Regions from separate parts of the Mus musculus genome. Here region 2 is linked to region 1. A link is a contact called in public Hi-C data. All regions are on one chromosome and are shown on one strand. Each heading gives the region's core, a stretch centred on a gene start, on an enhancer-like site or on the middle of the called end of the contact. The rest is flanking DNA. Distances are from core to core; before and after follow the strand shown. Region 1 has its middle 34 kb from the start of Ces1a. Region 2 overlaps Ces1c (carboxylesterase 1C).

Evidence for each region. Hi-C and Micro-C count contacts between places; a contact is called where the count stands out from the background.
Region 2: a contact with region 1 is called in a Hi-C map of the N1E-115 cell line, with 22 times the contacts expected there. The contact joins two enhancer-like sites. A contact is called at or near these places in 2 of 39 promoter capture datasets (embryonic stem cells and hippocampal neurons), 6 of 15 datasets of contacts at CTCF or cohesin (CD8 T cells, the NIH/3T3 cell line, embryonic stem cells and 1 more), 176 of 484 Hi-C or Micro-C datasets (the AML12 cell line, the AtT-20 cell line, the BV-2 cell line and 81 more), 19 of 115 datasets of contacts at active chromatin or transcription factors (the NIH/3T3 cell line, PVALB interneurons, astrocytes and 7 more) and 1 of 9 other capture datasets (embryonic stem cells).

The regions. Positions count from the first base shown.
Region 1 is chr8:93,010,375-93,017,607 of GRCm38.p6, forward strand. No RefSeq gene overlaps it. Among named protein-coding and RNA genes, the nearest start is that of Ces1a, 34 kb to the right of the region's middle. Within about 2 kb of position 4,232, at least 7 of the 459 cell types and tissues checked have an H3K27ac peak or open chromatin away from gene starts, as enhancers often do. A contact at or near this core is called in the N1E-115 cell line, where this site is marked.
Region 2 is chr8:93,094,790-93,101,084 of GRCm38.p6, forward strand. Ces1c (carboxylesterase 1C) reads right to left here. Exons shown (of 13, transcript NM_007954.4): 12 at 5,865-5,937; 13 at 4,226-4,559. The coding sequence ends at 4,376. Among named protein-coding and RNA genes, the nearest start is that of Ces1b, 18 kb to the left of the region's middle. Within about 2 kb of position 1,337, at least 3 of the 459 cell types and tissues checked have an H3K27ac peak or open chromatin away from gene starts, as enhancers often do. A contact at or near this core is called in the N1E-115 cell line, where this site is marked.

The DNA of each region.
Region 1 (7,233 bases), core at 2,982-5,481:
CGCTTACAGAGACCCCTCAGACCTGTTTAGTGGCTATATTGGCTAAGCGAAGAAGTTCTCTTCTCTCTAGCTCCCTCCTTCCTTCCTTGGCCTGGCAAGGCTCCTTTGGCAACAAAAGGCGATGGTTCAAATATTATACAGTCACTAGGTGGCGCCAAACACACTCTAGAGCTAAGTGGCAGCTGAAGGGTGTCTAGAGGAGTCTAGAATTTTCCTTTTCTCCGTACTTCTTGGAGTTTATTTGGGAGCAGAACATCAACTATTGTCATATCTAGACACAAAGATAAATTGGTTTCATACTAGTTGTCCTGGGAGGAAACATTCATTAATTCATTCACTCATGAGAATCCCGTGTACTGTATAGGCATTGAAAACATGGACAGATAAACACAGCTTTGAGATCCTCAGCCTGAGAGAGCAGTAGATGTCTTGCTGGCACGAAAGCACTATTGAGCGCCCACTGCATACTTATTTAAGTCCTTTTAGTGTTTCTGATTGCCTTTATGGTGAATGAAAGTTTTCTTTCTCATTTAATTTCATCTCCTGACTCCAATCGCAGTTCTCAGACTCCCTGGGGTCTCTCCATTTCTCCTTCTTTGTTCCGAGTTCTCAATATTTACAATAGAATGTGATAGAAATGTTTAAAGTACCGGGGGGAGGGGGGCGGGGGGGAGCACAGGCCCCAGCAACCTGGGCTGTGTCCCAGTCCCTCTCAGAACAGGATATCCTTTTACAGCTTAGCCCGCTGTGTCCTGCTGCCTTTGCATGTGAAGGCTATTTTCTGGGTCTCTCAGATGGTGGAGGCGGGGACACAGATGAGATTACTTCTGATAGGTATATTCTGGATGCTGTTCACAACACATTCTAGGCTACACATTGGGGTTAACTGTAAGTATGAACCCAGAGAAGAAACATAGTTGACTTTTCCTTATTTGGGATTAACCCGGGCAAAGTCGATCCCCTTTGTTTAAAAAAATAAATCTGATCTTTAGAGTTTCTAGAACACTTCCAAGGTACCCAGAAGTGAATTTGCCCTGTCTTGAGGCCGGGCCGTTGCCGGATCACTGAGATTTGAGAAGTTCTCATCCATATGGCCCGGGCAGGATTAGGACTGCAGAAGCCGATTAAGGTAAGAAAGCATCCTGAAGATCTCTGTGTTTATGTCAGCACTGTCATAATGACATGAACGGGAAAGGAACACTGGTCTCATGTAGCCCAGGGTCCTTCCCAGGATGCTAGTGCCGCTATCTGATAACTGGCCACCAGAGGGCGGCAAAGCGCTATCAGTTGACTGCTTACATTGGCAATGGTCAGAACAGGGCGCGGGTGTGCATATTTACAAGGTAAGAATGCTTTGCTCTCATGGAAACCTCTAGATTCATATCCAAGATCTATTCCCAAGGATGACTCTGTGGTTTCGAGACCTCTATTGTCACAGAGTTGTGCTTTTACAAAGCCTCCACCGTTGTTTTAATACCATGTGATTACTGTCTTAAAATGCATACTTTCAAAGAAAATAATAATAATAATAATAATAATAATAATAATAATAATAATAATAATAATGTTTCAACATCATTAATTGCATGTACCTGGTCCTGTCACTCACTAGGAAACTTTCCTTGGGCCTTGTGTTGCCTTTCACGGGAAGTGGGTAACTACTCCTTTCTCAGCTTTACTCTGAGAGCTAATGTGACTTTATTAATGTGAATTTGAATTAATGTGAAGTTGAATTAATGTGAATTTGAATTGATGTGAACTTGATTTTTAGCACATTAAAAAATTCATGACATTTACTTCCCATTATTACTAGAGGATTCAAAGCAGTAACAGAAGACCGTTAGAGGGTCCGTCTGGCTAGGCATCTCCAATCGACCCCTTTAGTCCAAGCTAAGAACTTGCTAGGAGGTGATGGGGAGCTATGACCTTGACATCTAGACCAAGATACGGTCTAACCGAAAACCCCCTGGATGTAACTGGCTTACCTTTATTCTTGTTCATTATGCTGTCACAAAGAGGAACGAGAACCAGCCCATGACCACAAGGGGGAGCGGCCATGATCACCACCAGGCATTACAAACACTGGCCCATCCATGCCTGCATTTCTGCTATGCAGTAGCTGCACTCCTTCCTCCTGAGGGATGATCAGCCTAACAACCCTAACTGTCCCCACCTCACACCAGTCAGAATGGCTAAGATCAAAAATTCAGGTGACAGCAGATGCTGGCGAGGATGTGAAGAAAGAGGAACACTCCTCCATTGTTGGTGGGATTGCAAGCTTGTACAACCACTCTGGAAATCAGTCTGGCGGTTCCTCAGAAAATTGGACATAGTACTACCAGAGGATCCTGCAATACCTCTCCTGGGCATATATCCAGAAGATGTCCCAACCGATAAGAAGGACACATGCTCCACTATGTTCATAGCAGCCTTATTTATAATAGCCAGAAGCTGGAAAGAACCCAGATGCCCCTCAACAGAGGAATGGATACAGAAAATGTGGTACATTTACACAATGGAGTACTACTCAGCTATTAAAAAGAATGAAGTTATGAAATTCCTATTCAAATGGATGGACCTGGAAGGCATCATCCTGAGAGAGGTAACCCAATCACAAAAGAACTCACATGATATGTACTCACTGATAAGTGGATATTAGCCCACAAACTTAGGATACCCAAGATATAAGATACAATTTGCTAAACACATGAAACTCAGGAAGAACGAAGACCAAAGTGTGGACACTTTGCTCATTCTTAGAATTGGGAACAAAACACCCATTGAAGGAGTTACAGAGACAAAGTTTGGAGCTGAGATGAAAGGATGGACCATCTAGAGACTGCCATATCCGGGGGGATCCAGCCCATAATCAGCTTCCAAACGCTGACACCATTGCACACACTAGCAAGATTTTGCTGAAAGGACCCAGATATAGCTGTCTCTTGTGAGACTATGCCGGGGCCTAGCAAACACATAAGTGGATGCTCACAGTCAGCTATTGGATGGATCACAGGGTCCCCAATGGAGGAGCTAGAGAAAGTATCCAAGGAGCTAAAGGGATCTGCAACCCTATAGGTGGAACAACATTATGAACTAACCAGTACCCCGCAGCTCTTGATTCTAGCTGCATATGTATCAAAAGATGACCTCGTCGGCCATCACTGGAAAGAGAGGCCCATTGGACTTGCAAACTTTATGTGCCCCAGTACAGGGGAATGCCAGAGCCAAAAAGTGGCAGTGGATGGGTAGGGGAGTGTGGGGGGGGAGGGTATGGGGGACTTTTGGGATAGCATTGGAAATGTAAATGAGGAAAATACCTAATAAAAATATTTTAAAAAAGAATCCGGTGATGGAGAGGGGACATTTTTGATTTTCTGCTCAACTTCATGTTCATGGTTCCTGCTCACCAGGATGCTTCTCTCTGTAGGCACCTGGGATGAACATCTGTAATGTCTCATGGGTTAGTGCACAGGGCTACCTGTGAGCAGGACTAGAGGTTGGAGTATAAATGTCCCTCCTCTGAACTCCGCTGAAGGAATAACACTGGGTCTCTTTTTGTGCTACTTCCTATTGGTCCCCAGTGGGACTGACTCGGTTTCCAGTAAGAAGCCCCTACCCACCCCTGCATGAGCTGATTTCCAGCACTGTTTCTTTCCCACTCCTTCCCCAGTTCTTTTGCAACTATTGCCCCATTCACCCCGAAATGACTGCACTCAGGACTTACTCCTGGGGGAAAACAAACCCCCAAACATTAAGCTGGGCCTCTGAGATGCTATTAGCTGTTGTAGATACATTGGGATTGTAATTGTAGTAGCTTCTTGGTGAGTTGACGTGCTGATACCTGTCCCCCTTCCTTTGTAAAACTGATTCAAGGAATATTAATATAACTGCTCAATCTGCCTTTTAATCTTTCTTCCTACTGTAAATATAAGTATAAAAATAAATGTGTATACACACACACACACACACACACACACACACACACACACACACACACACTGTAGAGAGGTTTTGTTTTGTTTTTTACATGCTCAGTTGAGGCGCAAGGAAGGCCTGTCAATCATCACCTCTAACAAGGTCTGAAAGGAAAGTCTTAGTTAAGACTTTGTGGTTGGGACTGGGACTGGTGTGAGCTTGTGAGGCTTAGATCTTACCCTGGCACCAGGACAGGAAGTGCCCAGGCTTTCTAATCAGCTTCTCCAGATAAGGAGCCAGAGAGGAAGATGACCGGCCAGGCTAAAAGCCAGCGGCAGTCAAAGGTCACAAAGTAGAGGCACACTGTGTATTCTGTAAGGTGGAGTTGCGTCTTGCTTTTTAAATCTAGTCTCACAAATCTCTTGATGACTGTGATCAGGCATTCTAATTTCATGCAATCACTGCTATGAGTGGATTAAGATCTCTCTGAATCTTTTTCTCCTTGTTGCTGTTCTGTTTTTCCTGTTTGGCTATTTGCTTTTGGATTGAGAGGTTTTGATTCATTTCATCTCCACTATTGAACTTTTCTTTATACCTCTTTAAGGAGGCTTTAGTGCTAATTATGGGTATACAGCACTCTGGTGGGTTTTACTTTCAGATAATACAATATTATTAGCACCTAAGGGAAGAAGACTTTTTTTCCAGGTAATCGTTTTGGATGAATATTGTGTACACCAAGGGCACTCCTGACTGCTACCTGCATGACTGGGACAGAGGAGACGCCAATGTCTTTCTGTCCACCATGATAATCTTTCAAATATCCGTCCATGACCTTGAAGGAAACATGCTTCAAAATGCACCCACCATTTTTCCTTCTTGAAGCTCCTTTAAACTGAGCATGCTCAGCAATGTGCTTCTTAATTGAGCATGCTCAGTAATGTGCTTCTAATTGAGCATGCTCAGTAATGTGCTTCTAATTGAGCGTACATAATAGTGTGCTTCTTAGTTGAGCATGCTCAGTGATGTGCTTTTCAACTGAATACGTTAAGCAATGTACTTCTTAATTGAGCATGCTCTAAAGTGATTCCTATGTAACTATGTGTGGAGTCCCTGAATAAAGTGCTCACTTTTCCTTTGTTCTGGGAGGACACTGCTTTGGAAATGACTCCCAAGCTCTCCTTGCCTACTGAAGATGACAAACCTTTCTCATCTTTGAGTTCTAGACTAGGCATAGCTTGGCATTGCACTCAGCACATGGACACCCATGGCATTCAAATCTAGTGCCAACTGCACCAAGCATAAGAACCTCATAATAATAATTTATTCCCCTAACTCCCATTGCTATTGTGTTTTCCCTGTGTTGTAGACATTTTTAATCCCAATAGGAGATTTCTACCCTGCCTTGATCATTCAGTTTCCAGATAAAAGGCACACAACCTTTATGCTTACAATAAACCTTAAACAGCACAAGTGCTGGGCAGACATCTACCCTCTATTCTACTACAGTCTATTTCCTATCCACAACCCTGAGTTCTTTCTTACTATGTTTCATTTGAGCTGCTCTTAACTCCAATTGGCTGGCCCCCAGGGCCACATTTTCATGACTCACATAACTCATGGTGGTTTCTCCTTCCTCCTTCTCCTTCTTTTTCCTCCTGGTTCTCCTTCAACCCCAAGCCCAGGAATTCTAAACCCCATCTATGTCTTTTCTGCCCAGTTATTGGCAGTAAGTAACTTTATTTACTAATGAGAAATAACTTGGAGGCAAGGTCATTTGGGTCTATGTGCTGACTCCAGGTCTTGGGGGTCCACACTTAGCATTATAATACAGAGCAAGACCAAACCTTAACATCTCTGCATGCATGTATGTGTACCACATGCATGGCTGGTGCTCATGGTGGTAGAAGAAGTTGGATCTCCTGGAACCAGCATTCTAAACAGTTGTGAACTTCCTTCCATGTGGGTGCAAAGAATTAAACCTGTCCCTCTGCAAGAGCAGCCAGTGCTCTTAACTTCTGATTCAACTTCCTAGGTCCTTTTGTCATATGTTTTGATATGATGTACTCCTTAAGCCCACAGTTCACTGGTATTGTTTTTTCCCCCCCTTTGGATAATCAATGAACTAAATTAAAGGAAAACATTGCATTTACTTTTCTTTAAAAGTTTTTTCTCTTGTTGTTGTTTGTCCCAGAAGTTGAAAGTAAGACCCTATCGCTGAGGACACCACACATGCTGGACATAAGACTTTGGAGTACTGAGTTAGATCTGACCCTGCCTAGTATCACCCTAACTCTCAGAGTACTGAAGGAGCTGTGCAGGCTGCCAAGGGAGAAAACTGATCAATACTCCTGCACAGCTGAAAGTCTGTGAACCACAACAATAACTGGTCCAGTGAGATCTCCCCCCAAAACGCAATAGTAACACTTACATCTTGGGAAGCAACCAACAACATTCTAATTGGATTTATGGCCCACTCAATAGGAGAGAAATCGTGTCTGGTTCTGCAAATGTAGCCAACTACCAGTGGCTAAAGAGGGCATGGACCCTGGAGAAGAACCCACTATTGCTATTTTCTCACTAATATATTTTCTAACTGTACTTTAAATATGTATCCTTATATCTACAGACAAGTAGAAGTTTCTCAAAGAAACTTCTTTTCTACACAGACCCATAAATAGTCAAGATGCAGACAATAAATGATTGTGGGGTGCCAGACACAACTAACTGTTGTGAAGTCAGGTGACATCACAGAAGAAAGGCCAGAAATTGTAGGAGTCAGAGGACCAGGGCAGTTTCTGCTAGGTAGTGTATTCTAGACACGACAGGGAAGCTAAATTCATGAAATCTCAATAATATGCTCATTTAAACAAGACCTGCACAGTGACAACAGCAGTTGACATGCCAAGGTGGATCTTATAGTTCCCATCCCCTAGAAGAAGAGCTACAGGTGAGCAATTGTTGGAGAGACAGAGAGAAAGAGACAGACAGACAGAGAGAGAGAGAGAGAGAAAGAGAGAGAGAGAGAATTAGTTTTCTACAGGGAGAAGGCCCCCAATGGGTTACCTAATATCTAATGATAGTCCCTAAACACAGGCATATAAGAACAACATTAAAAGAGCATAGTAGGTTTTAAGCTATAATTAGAAATATTAATATATACATACATGGTGTCTTAGTTAGGGTTTTTGTTGCTGTGATGAAACACCATGACCAAAAGCAAGTTGTGGAGGAAAGAGTTAATTTTGCTTATGCAGCACAATTCCTCATCAAAGGAAGTCAGGACAGAGGCTCAGACAGGGCAAGAACCTGGAAGCAGGA
Region 2 (6,295 bases), core at 87-2,586, 82 kb after region 1:
GTTGGTGGTTTGGTCCCTGGGAACTCTGGGGAGTCTGGTTGGTTGATATTGTTGTTCTTCCTATGGAGTGGCAAACTCCTTCAGCTCCTTTAGTCCTTCCTCTAACTCTTCCATTGGGAACCCCGTGCTAAGTCCAATGTTTGACTGCTAGCATCCACCTCTGTATTTGTCAGGCTCTAGCAGAGCTTCTAAGGAGCTGGTATATCAGGTTCTTGTCAGCAAGCACTTTTTGGCATCCTCAATAGTGTCTGGAATTGGTGTCTGTATATGGGATGGATTCCCAGGTGGGGCAGTCTCTGGATGGCTGTTCCTTCAGTGTCTCCTCCACACTTTGGGAACAAACGTTTCTATGCTAAGTCCATTTGATCTCTCCACAGTATTCATCATTTATCAGACATTTGCCAAAATGTAGTTTTCTCCATAGTAAAATAAAATGCAAAGATTTGAAATTAGAAACTTGTGGATCTTCAGTCTCAGATGCTTGTGAAGCACATATTCTACATATTCTGGAGAAAACAGCCAACCCATTTGATGATACTGGTTTCTAATATTTGTTTTGAGTCAGGGTTTCAGGCATGGCTGGCCTTGAACTTCTGATTCTCCCATCTCTGCATCCTAGGTGCTGAGATGACAAACATGTACCACCACACTGAGGTTTTGCTTCTAATGTGTCTTTGTGTTAAGGCTTCTAGTCTTGTCTGGATCTATACCATCTCAGCCATATACCAGCAGCCTCTTTGGTGCTGTGAAGGAAACCATGTTCTTTTATTCCTATGCTGCCCTCTGCTGGACACTGGGAAATACTCAGGTCAATAAGACTGGTGTTGGCTCTGGTTGCTGTCATGGAACAAGAGAAAAGGATCAATGCTGGTTGTTGGTAGGGCAAGCTTTCTCAGAAAAAAATAAAATAAAATTCTACTGTGGTGGAAAATAGAACAAGTTGCTGCTTGATAAGCTGAGGAAGCCTGTTAGGGACATATGCTTGCAGGATTTAGGAGTGGTTGAAAGAGCCTGGCCTTGGAAACACCCTATTTTGTGAAAATGTGGGGATGCCCTAATCAACATTGAAAGATGAAGGTATCATGTTAAAAGTTGTTAGTTAAAGTGCATATTCAGTGTCAAGGACATTAACAAAATGATTTGGAGAACTTTTTAGAAAATTAGGCTGTATGTACACTACTCTGCTCATACAGTGATCTTCTACAAGAAGTTTGGATCAGATTGTCAAAGTAAATAGATGTCCAGGTGCCATTCATGTACATACATAACTCACCCTCTTCTGTTCTAGGGATCTCTGACCATGCTATACCACCTCCCATTTGTCCCATGGACTGCCTTATTCTTCCGTTGCTCCACACTGCCAGTGGTTGACCTCTGGCCTCTCTTCTCTCTCCCTTCCATGTCAATCCTGAGAACTTCTGAAAATCACAACAACACTCAACTTTATCTTGGGATGTGTCTGTGTGTGTGTTTATGGGGGAGGTAACAAACATGTCATGCAAAGCCTGTATGATTATGGTTATGTGTACCCACACTGAAGACTTTCATGTTTTATTGGAGAATGGACCCTATTTTTACCCTGTAATGCTGTTTCTTGCAGTATCTGTTAACATGATATTCACATAGCCACCACATGTTCTTTCAGTATCTGTTTGGTATACTTGTCTCCTGCCTTTGGATTATCTCTCTCTCTTTTCCACTGTGTGTGTCTCTACTGGGAATGTATACTAACCACACCTCCCCTCCCTTAAAGAAATTGCACAGTCTTCTTACATGCAGCGTGGCAGTCTTAGCCACAGTGTGGTGGACAGGACAAAACTTTCAATCAGAAAGGAAAGGCCAGTGGCTTAGGACTTTTGTTGTTGGGACTAAAGCCAGGGTGAGCTTGTGAGGCTTGGATCTTACACTGGCACCAGGACAGGAAGTGCCCAGGCTTTCTAATCAGCTTTTCCAGATATGGAGATAGAGGTCGCAAAGTGGAGTCAGGCACTGTGTTACTCAGCACATAATTGGGTTTGGGCTTTAAAATCCAGTCTCGAGACCATTGTTAACTAATATGTTTAAGGCTATTTTATTTAGCAAAGTTATTAACAAGGTGAATTCCATTCACTACTTTCCCAAACGTTCATTTATTTCTTCTGCCATTTTCCAAGTTAGCTTTCTTTGAAAGCGAGAATCATTTATCTCCAGCAATCAATTACTATGAAACCTCTTTTTAAAAAAATTTAATGCCTGGCACTGCAAAAAAAAAAAAAAACGTTTAGGAGTTGTGCTTGGTATGCAATATTCAAATCTTTCCATATTATACATTGCATTTTGAAGCAGAGTTGTATAAATTACAGGAAGCTGAAAAATTGCTCATTACTGTAACTTATTCTCTTCCATCTTTGTCCTTTTTTTCCAGGTCCTTCCACTCTGTTCACCTGACCCTCCCAGAGGGTCTCTTTCCATACTTTTACTTTCCACTACAAGTAGACTTCAGTTAGATGTTACCTTGCATCTGCTGATGAAATGGCAGGTTCTGGGATCTGTCTTTGTAGCTCTGATCTAGTCCTAACCTTAGTGAGACCTCGTGTCCCCAGTCTTGGAATTGGGATCCTCTCAGTAATCCTGCCTCTCTCAGGTACCAAAAGATCCCTAGTGCCTTCACCCAGGACTGGGTCTTGCACTCGACTTAGGGAAACATTAAAGCTCTGCTTGCCTGGCCTCAGTGGGTCTTCAAAAGAGCTCTGGGAAGAGAGGCTCCCATACTATTTTTGCAGAGGTAGTGGGGTTTTGTTTTTTCACATAAATAAGTTTGTGCATTATTGTGTATTTGGACCTTCAGAGACAGGTGCCATGGACTGGTCTCAGTCAGCCCCCCTCAATCTGCTGGAGAAATCAGGGTTCCGGACAGGTGGGCAGGAGTTGTTGAGAAACGACAAACAAATACAGACACAAGGGAGTGTGCTGTATTTGAACGTAATTTGTCAAATTGAGCACCAGAGTTTTAATACAGAAGAAAATAGGGAAGTTAGGTGACACATCAGCAAGGTACAATGAGGTTACCTGATGCTTAATAACTCTTACACAAAACAGAGAAATGCAAACACAAAGACTGGCAGGAACTGGGCAATAAAACATCTGAGACAAAGTCAGCTCTGTTTAAGGTTAGCTATATTCTTAGAAGCCAGGGTGAGATCTTTACACTCCGGGCCAAGGGCTTTCATGCCTAAGTCATGGTTCTAATTAGGGAGTTCTGCTCTAGCTAACCTTCTCAAGAATAATGCAATACTCTAAAACCACAGCCCAATCTACTTCCTAAACCATTGTAAATTCCTGTATATGGGAGCAACTTGGCTTTTATTCTAAGTGATAGTGTGTGTGTGGGGGGGGACTTTCTACTAATAAGTAATGTAGTTTGCCATACATAACTATAATAAGAATTCTAAACTTACTTTGCTAAGCTTGCCCTGAAATTTCTAACTCTATGTAGTAGATAGTAATGCCTGATTTCTTTCACTATCTCCCTTACAATATTAGAGGCAATTCTGAATGTCACTGAATAGGCAACATTCTTACTGAATTCCAAGCCCAGGATTGGAATACCTCAAGGACTTCATAGGGCATTGATGAAGGCCAGGAAGCAAAGTTCAAGTTTGCTTAGGTATGTGGCAAGTCATTGCTTGAAGGCACCTATAATAAAACAATACTGAAAGAAAGCACAGAGATCCATTTGCAAGGACAAAATTGGAGCATATGTGCTATTGGATGCCACAGTTCCAGGAGACTAAGTTTCCGTGAACTTTTTGCCTTGGGACTGTGTCCAGGCTTTTGGCCTGTCATGAGTGACACTACTGGAGTGGATGTAGCAGACAGGCTTTGTCCAGCTTTCCTATATGCTGTCATTCTTACTCATGAACACCTGGATAACATCAGTGGAGAAGTCTGTGATGAGTTCAAAGTCCTCTTTGGGTTTGTAATTCTCAGAAGATTTAGGCTCACACACTTGCCCAGAGTGGAGATTAGCATGGCAGTGTGACAATGTTGTCTATGTGGAGATGAATCATAAGGTAATAATCCTATCCTACCTTTCCTCCAATCAGCTATCTCCCCTCACATTCCAGTAACCATTACCCAGATCTTCACCTGAAAAGGTGTCTTTCTATGTCAGTAGCTCTCTTCATCCTCCCACCCCAACACCCATGAGGATGGATTCATTTTCAGCTCAAGACACAATCCCAGATTTGATTTCTAAAAGGAAATTTATTTTCAAATTGTGATACTGTACTATTGTGCAGTTTCCTCTGTAAGATCCATCTTTGGTGAATAGTCATCCTTTGTGGAATAGCTCCATTTTCGCTCCGCTGGTCCTGAGACTGGCAGAGCCTCCCATTCATTTGTGTTCTGTGTGTTCAGTAGGGTCTGTCTCAGGTGGATTCTTAGCCAGGAGCTCAGTCCAGAAAGCCACTTCCTCTGCTTTCAGTCTCTGGGCTTGCTGGGTAGTGGCTCCAATCTGTAGATACCCTTCCTGCTCATCATATTCTGGCCAGTGAGGCAGCCCCTCCCCATTAGGGTTCCTGGAAACAGAATCAAATAGATACCTCTCCTGGGCATATATCCAGAAGATGCCCCAACGGGTAAGAAGGACACATGCTCCACTATGTTCATAGCAGCCTTATTTATAATAGCCAGAAGCTGGAAAGAACCCAGATGCCCCTCAACAGAGGAATGGATACAGAAAATGTGGTACATCTACACAATGGAGTACTACTCAGCTATTAAAAAGAATGAATTTATGAAATTTCTAGCCAAATGGATGGACCTGGAGGGCATCATCCTGAGTGAGGTAACACATTCACAAAGGAACTCACACAATATGTACTCACTGATAAGTGTATATTAGCCCAAAACCTAGGATACCCAAGATATAAGATACAATTTCCTAAACACATGAAACTCAAGAAAAATGAAGACTGAAGTGTGGACACTATGCCCCTCCTTAGAAGTGGGAACAAAACACCCTGGGAAGGAGTTACAGAGACAAAGTTTGGAGCTGAGATGAAAGGATGGTCCATGTAGAGACTGCCATATCCAGGGATCCACCCCATAATCAGCATCCAAACGCTGACACCATTGCATACACTAGCAAGATTTTATGGAAAGGACCCAGATGTAGCTGTCTCTTGTGAGACTATGCCGGGGCCTAGCAAACACAGAAGTGGATGCTCACAGTCAGCTAATGGATGGATCACAGGGCTCCCAATGGAGGAGCTAGAGAAAGTACCCAAGGAGCTAAAGGGATCTGCAACCCTATAGGCGGAACAACATAATGAACTAACCAGTATCCCGGAGCTCTTGACTCTAGCTGCATATGTATCAAAAGATGGCCTAGTCAGCCATCACTGGAAAGAGAGGCCCATTGGACACTCAAACTTTATATGCCCCAGTACAGGGTAACGCCAGGGCCAAAAAGGGGGAGTGGGTGGGTAGGGGAGTGGGGGTGGGTGGGTATGGGGGACTTTTGGTATAGCATTGGAAATGTAAATGAGCTAAATACCTAATAAAAATGGAAAAAAAATAAAAAAATAAAATAAAATATTAAAAAGGAAAAAAAAATAATTCCTCAAGACTGCTCTGTGGCCCTCCATCCCTCTGAGGTCTGAATGGATCCCTGGCTTATCTCAGCAGTGAGGCTGACAACCTCCATAGAGAGCTTACATCTTTAGGAACGGCCCATCTGACTCTAGAAAAATCGCTATAGAGCAATAAGATTACACAGAATGGTCAGGGCTTTTATCACTCAGATTTCAGAAGTCATCTTTCTTAAAAGATATGCCCAGCCACACCCTTTCCACCCTTTTCATCTTTGCCACAAGCCTCACCCATTTCGAGCAAAGTTGGCCCAGAATTTCATCACCATCTTGCTGAGGTTGGTTTCCTCTTCTGAGGCACCCTCTGTGGGGAAGGGAAAAAATGTTTTGCTACGGGAAGTGTGAACCAGATGTAGTTACTTCTGGGAGGTTGTAAGAAAGGCAGAAAGAGATGCTCACTCCTTAATCATACAGTCAAATGCTCCAGTATGAGAAGAGCCTGACTAGTCACTCTGTACATTCGGGGGGGTCAAGGGGAGAGACAGATCAGTGATCCAGAAGTGGGAATGTGTGAATGCATCATGAATCTGCTCCTTTGTTCATCTGCCTTCCCCTCCTTCCTCAGGGTGAAAATGTCACATTCCAGCATGCTCTTTGTTTTGGAGCTTCTGGGTCTTTTCTGAGTTACTTACACACAGTATTGTTATCAATATACTATTAAA